Linked DNA regions of Ovis aries: region 1 is linked to region 2. Evidence: chromatin contacts called from public Hi-C data. All regions are on one chromosome and are shown on one strand. The core of a region is the stretch at or near the end of the contact, and the rest is flanking DNA. Distances in the headings are between cores, read along the strand shown.

The links. A called contact is a pair of places that touch in the nucleus more often than the background predicts.
Region 1: a contact with region 2 is called in a Hi-C map of liver, with 2.9 times the contacts expected there. The contact joins two enhancer-like sites. A contact is called at or near these places in 5 of 16 Hi-C or Micro-C datasets (blood, liver and mixed tissues).

The regions. Positions count from the first base shown.
Region 1 is chr3:69,521,093-69,524,548 of ARS-UI_Ramb_v3.0, forward strand. The region is part of intron 1 of SPTBN1 (spectrin beta, non-erythrocytic 1); the gene reads right to left. Among named protein-coding and RNA genes, the nearest start is that of SPTBN1, 61 kb to the right of the region's middle. Within about 2 kb of position 1,994, at least 4 of the 54 cell types and tissues checked have an H3K27ac peak or open chromatin away from gene starts, as enhancers often do. A contact at or near this core is called in liver, where this site is marked.
Region 2 is chr3:69,347,825-69,350,977 of ARS-UI_Ramb_v3.0, forward strand. The region is part of intron 1 of EML6 (EMAP like 6); the gene reads right to left. Among named protein-coding and RNA genes, the nearest start is that of EML6, 15 kb to the right of the region's middle. Within about 2 kb of position 1,312, at least 1 of the 54 cell types and tissues checked has an H3K27ac peak or open chromatin away from gene starts, as enhancers often do. A contact at or near this core is called in liver, where this site is marked.

The sequences.
Region 1 (3,456 bases), core at 744-3,243, 170 kb after region 2:
GATGTTTGTCTTCTGCCCCCCTATCCTGCCCCACCCACCCCATCTTAAGATTCAAAAATTTTAAGATTTTGTACCTGGATGCTCATTTCATAAAAACCTCATTCAGTGTGCACCAAGAATGCACACAGAGACCAAAGTTAGGAGACCCAATCGCTGGAGCTCATGCACTTATCAAACCAGTCACCACCTAGCAATCACAAAGGGACCCCTCGAGCTGATTTTTCCCCACATATGGCACCGAACAAAGAACACAAATGCAGAAAAGAAACATTCCTCTTACTGTGCTTCAAAACGTAGCTTTTCTCAAGTTGTAGCACAGAAGCACATATGGCCCGTGCAACCAGGTTTCTGTGGACAAGCTGAACTGCACCTCAAGCAGTGTAACAGTTGGTGGCAAAAGCACAGACACCCCCTCTCATCATTAGCTGTTTTCTCACAAGCTATCGAAGAACATCACCAGCACATCCTCCATGTTCCTGAGAAGTATCGTGTCCACCTCACAACTGAGCCACGCAGCTGTAACTCAGAGTCAGCCACCTCTGCTCAAACAGAAACTTCTTGGATGGGAGGACACTCCTAGATTCCCATCAAGGCAGACGTTATCAGGTTAACAGCAGAAATTTATCAGTAGATTAATTTTAACACCTCCATTAGCAATGTATTTAAAAGATTTAATAAAAACAGTAAGATTCAGACACCTAAGCCAGTAAGTATATCTATAGAAGAATCTTACAGTTGCTTTCAACATCCACAGTCATAATCCCTTCAATAAGAAAATCAATATTGTTATGTACCATTTGACCTTGGAGATGTTAGTTTTTAGGACTCCATTAAAACCACAGATTTCTACAAAATTTTGCCTTGGAGAATACCATCTCTAAGGGGAAAAATGTGAAAGTACTATTAATTCCAAAATGTTTAAGCCAACCCAAGGTGAAATCTGACTACCACGCACCTCTTTCCAGATTTGTTTTGGCTATTTGGTGCCACCTGCTGACCGATGAGAACAAGCCACATCACTCCAGGGCAGTGACCACCTGGGCTCCACCAACCGCCACCCCCACCCCCGACCCCAGCCAACCTCTGACTGTAGAGTAAGACCAACTACAACCCATAAATCTTCCAACCACTGACTTATCCACAAATTCCTCAACAAGCAAGTATTGGGTCCTTGACGCAAGTTTTAAATAAGTAATTTTAAGAATATAAGCATAGGTTTTCTATGTTTTCTTTTTTTCCAGTTTTTTTTGATGTGGACAATTTTAAAAGTCTTTATAGAATTTATGACAATTCTACTTCGGTTTAGTTTTTTGGCCACAAGGCATGTGGGATCTTAGCTCCTCAACCAGGGATCAAACTGCACTCCCTGCATTAAAAGGCTAAGTCTTAACCCCTGGACTGCCAGGGAAGTCCCTCTAAGTTTTCTTCTTTAATGGTGTTCTTTAATAATGCCATTGCTCCTCCAAACTTCAAGAGGGGACTGGGAAACAAGAGTTCCTATGAGTCTATAAACAAAAGAAATACGATTATATTATTTTTGATTGTTTCACTTGAGCTCCTAAGAACTTGGATACCAGGGGCATTTTTTTCCTCAAAGTTCTCTGTCCAAAGACAATACCTGTGCCACACTATAGAGTGTTCATGATGACAAAAATTTTTTAAAAAACTTCAGGGGTATGCCAAAGCTGAAAATCCTACCTCCCCATCAGGGCTGTAGTGAAAAGGCACCTCTAGGTACTCAAGAGCAACGGTGCAGGAACCTGATGGTGAGGGAACATCAGAGACAAGGCAGGAGCGTGGACTAGCGCGTGTCCATGACACAGGGATTCTGAAAGCCCAGCAAGCAACACACATCACTATCCTATAACCCACTTCAACAAGGGACAACAATGTCAGCTGCGGGGCCGACTTACAGCACACATCCAGGTGTCCCCAGGAGGTCATCTATAAAGGGCTACATTTTCCCAAGGTGCTATCAGTCATGTGTCCCAAGGGCCAGTGAAGCAATCTGTACTTCAATGGCTGTGGGAAGATTAGGACTGCCCATCTTGGAAGCCTGCCTGGTGGTCAGTCTGCCATCACAAAAGCTGGAGAGGACTGTTTAAGGCTGGCGTGAGATAAAACCACCCCCACTGCTGAGAGGGGTTCTCACTGCCTCCCTGGCTCGGTGAGGGCCTGAATTCCAACTTGATCACCACAGCAGGAATCCATTAAATAGTCCTTGAGTGAATAAAAATCACTGATACCCTAGATGTGATATCAATAAAACCCATGTCTTCTGTGGCTACATATTGGGAAGATAATTAGAAGGGCTTCTCTGCTCTTCTCTTACCATGTGAGAGAGTGTGTGTGTGTGTGTGTTTAAGTAAGAAATAAGTTAAAAAGCCAAGCCCCCTCCACAAATTAGTCTGCTCTAATCCTCTGTCCTACTCTAATTCCTATGAACTGGAATTTCTCAAAATACAGACGTTCCACAAAGCTTTATCATTTTCTACTTCATGAAGAAGACAACTTTATTCCTTCAAGCTGGCAAAGACAGAAACAGATGAGGAAACTATTACTGTAGCCCTACGAGGCCAAGAGGTGCCGCCAGCTCTGGCCTGTGTGGCCACAAGGTCACAAACAACAGAAAAGAAACTGGAGCTTCACCACTCCCAGCTTCGGGAGTTGAGTTATTAGCTCTCCTCCTCTTTGAAAGTCAACACCTGGCAAAGTCTAGAGGGAAAACATGATCTGTTTATTTTCCAAGGTACCAAATCTATTTTCCCTGTCACATGGGTATTAGATCAACGCACGGGGTTTTGTTCTTTATGGTTTATCGCCAGGTTTCCTTCCAATGCCCTCTACTGTTTTGCGGGATGATGTTATCCACTGCTCTGTGCCAACCATCACTCCCCGGACGGCTAAGGGCAGAGTCTCCTAAGGATCACCAAGTCAGTGTCTGCAATTAAACTCATTCTTTCCTCCAAACCACATGTACTGCTCTCTCACTCCCTCACTGAACGACACCTCATTTTCTTCACCGACCTCAGCTAGAAACCTTGTAGTCATTCTTCACTTTTCTCTCCTCCCATATTCAGGCCCCCAGGTTCCCTGCACCTCCTGAAAAATCTTAAATTGGCTCAAGCAATAGTTTCTCATTCCAGCGCCTCACCTCTGATCTCAACCCCCAATCCACTCCCCTTACACTGCCGCCAGAGGGACCTTTCTAATATGTGATCATAACCACTTGATTCCCACGACTAAAATCCACCAAATGCCCCCAACCCTCAGAATAATAAATCCATCTGCCTTCTGAATAATGCCCAGAACCCTTTGAAGAGAAATGAGAATGTCTGTGAGGGGCCAGCCCAGCTCTCCAGCCTGGTTTCAGTATTCTTCTCCTCAAGTGTTACAATTCCTGAAGGAAAAGTCACACTCTGGTCTCACCTCCAAACTACCGCCTAGAACAACTCT
Region 2 (3,153 bases), core at 62-2,561:
TATAATATTTGCTTTAACTAGAAATTACATAAAGAAAATTTATGCAGAAAGCCAAACTCTACCAATTATTTCTTCTTTTAAATAGACTTCTACATACTCCAATCCATGTTTCTATGTCAGCATTTACTCCAGTTATTAGGAAAAAAGAGAATAAAAATAAGCACCATTTTCCAAATTATATAACCTTAACAAGAAAGTCCAATCAACTCATATTTGCCAGAGATGTTTGGTTTAATTTTACTACTACCTTTTAGCCTTTCCTTCTTGATATTGTTAATTACATTAGGATTTAAGCAGTTCTTTCAACATTCACTCTCTGTCACTGATTTTTTAAAAATTGTCAAAATAATTTTTCATATTAACAGCCAATATGCCTGCTCCCAGCTGATCCAGATTCAGTCAGTCTGTTGATTTGGTTGGTCTGTTTTATTCTTCTTTTAAGCAGATTCAATTTATGTATAAAGCCCCAATTCTTTTGCTAGCATCCCTTAGCTAATTGTTCATTTATCCTCTACACAGGGTCGTCTGTTGAATTTGAACGCTTTACTTCAAATGGAATCATTCCTCATTTTGGTCTAGTCACCATCAGTGAGGCTTAAGCCTTCTGGTGGCAGTGATGACTGGCCATCCACACTCACGCTTCACTCTAACGGCAGGCGTGGCAGAGAAATATGAGGCCGTAGAGATCTCCCAAAGAATCTGGGCAGAGAGAGTCAAGAGGACCCATCTGCATAGTACAGCTTGGTGCTTTCCAACACTCTGCTGCCTTTTACACATTCTACCTCGATAGTCAATGTGACTCAGCTGAACTCTTAAGTTTTTGAGGGATTTTTACGTTACTCATTTATTTTGGACTGTGCCAGCTGCGCAGGCTCTTCTCTGGTTGTGGAGCGGTGGGGCTACACTCTGGCCGCAGTGCTCAGGCTTCTCATTGCCGTGGCTTCTCTTGTTGCAGAGCACGAGCTCCAGGGCACAGGGGCTTCAGCAGCTGCAGAATGTGGGCTCAGCAGTGGCGCCACCGGGCTCTAGAGCACAGGCTCAGTAGCTGCGGTGCATGCGGGCTTAGTTGCTTCTCAGTATGTGGGATCTTCCTGGATTGGGGACTGAACCCATGGCTCCTGTGTTGGCAGGCAGATTCTTTACCATTGAGCCACCAGGGAAGTCCTGGGCGATGTTTTTTAAAGTCAGAGCAACTTCATCTCGGTGATCTCTGGTCCTAGTCCAGTGTTTTACTTGCTTCCTACCTTACCAGAGGGAAGTAAGTCCATCCTTTCAAACCAAACACCAGAGAGAAACATGGTGTGGCAATATGTTACTCTGGTGTCTCCAGTGAAAGTCACTCTGTTGTATTCATGCCTTTGTGTATTCAAGTCCTTGACTCTGGCCTTGACCATGTTTTTTGCTTTGGCCAAAGGAACATTAGCAAATGTGGTGCTAACAGAGGCTCAATGAGCACTTGCACACAGGGGCTTGTCCTCTTGGAAGGCTTCATCTTGGAGCTAGTCCCTGAAGGGTGAAAGACCAAGCGGGGGGGGGGGGGGGGCACTGGGAGCCATTAGGACGTTCCAGTCCCAACCAGGCTGCCAACAGAGAGCAGCAGTGTGAGTGTCCTCAGCCACACAACATGGAGCAACACTTCCTTTCAATGCAGCTGAGTCAACCCTCAGATCTGCAAGAAGTAATAACTGTTGTTTAGTGTTTACATTTTGGGATGCCTTGTTAACACAGCAATAGAGAGCTAAACACGTGCTGAAAGTTATCTTCTTAACTACACATAATGCTTACCCTAGGTTTTCTCTTAGGAAGGCATTCACATACACACATTTCATTTTGATAAAGATTCAACTCTAAGTTCATAACCAAGTGAAATGTCAGAAGGATGCCTCAAACCCTGCAGCGTGCTTTGGCCTCTGAGCTATTTAAGAGCATGTCACCCAGGACATCCCTGTTCTCACTGACAGCTCTTCCAGGGAGCCAAGCTAGCTGGCCCTCCAGGCACTGCACAGCTTATTTCTGAAAACGCTGACAGATTGTTTCACAGAATATTGTCATAATACTGTGTCACTGAATCTTGAACTGCCTTCGTGGTGGCAGATTTCTGGAGGGATTGGTTCTATCTTTTTACCTATTTACGACTCTGTGTTGAACCCTTGAAATTGGGAAGTTATTATCTCTGAATTGTAATTAATATCTGCAAATTCTAATGAAATTTTAATAGCCTAATCAATAGTTTTAAAAATAGTTTCCTTTTTCATTAAAATGTACATTTATTAAATGTAATCATGAAACTATAGAAACCTATAAAGAGAAATTTTGCTTAGACAAAAAGCATGTACATTATTAACAGTGAACTATGTAAATAAACTCCAGTACATCCACACAGTGGAGCGCTATGTAACTATAGAAAGACGAGCAAGCTTCGCTTATACCAATATGGAAAGAACTTCTAGATGCATTTTTAAGTGAAAAACAGGCAAGTTTCAGAAGAGTGTACATGGTGTGTTTCCCTTTGGACAAAAAGGGTGAGAAATCTATTATTTGTATTCGCATGTAGGTGTAAAATATCTAAAAATCTGAGGAGTAGGAAACTGACACTGGGGGGATTCAACACTAGAAGGAGACTTCTCACATATACCTTTTTATACATCCTGGTTTTTAAACTGTGAGAATGTGCTATCTGTTCAAAAGTTATTGAAGTTTGGGCAGACGATAACTAAAATATTAACAGTGATTGCCTCTGGAATTACTGTTAATTGATTGCCTATAGAAAGTCATAATGTTTTTTCTTTTGCTTATTTGTATTTATTTTGTCTACACAGACAAATCATGTAATTTAAAAAGTAGTATTTAAAACCTATTGAATAAAGAAAAAAATCCACTGATAGTTCCATCATTCAATCCAACCACAATTATTATTTTTCTATGCATAAGCTTTGTAATCTCAAATATATACAGTCTAGTATCTCTTATCTTAATATAGCAAGGTTTATTTAAACATTTTCCTACAGCTAAACACTTGGATTTTTGGTTGTTGTTGTATCCTTTCATAAATAATGATGCAATAAATCTGTTTATACAAAAAGTTTTCCTAGCTATAGCATAAATCCTCAACAGTAAAATTATGTTTCAAAGGGTATAAACATTCTCAGAACC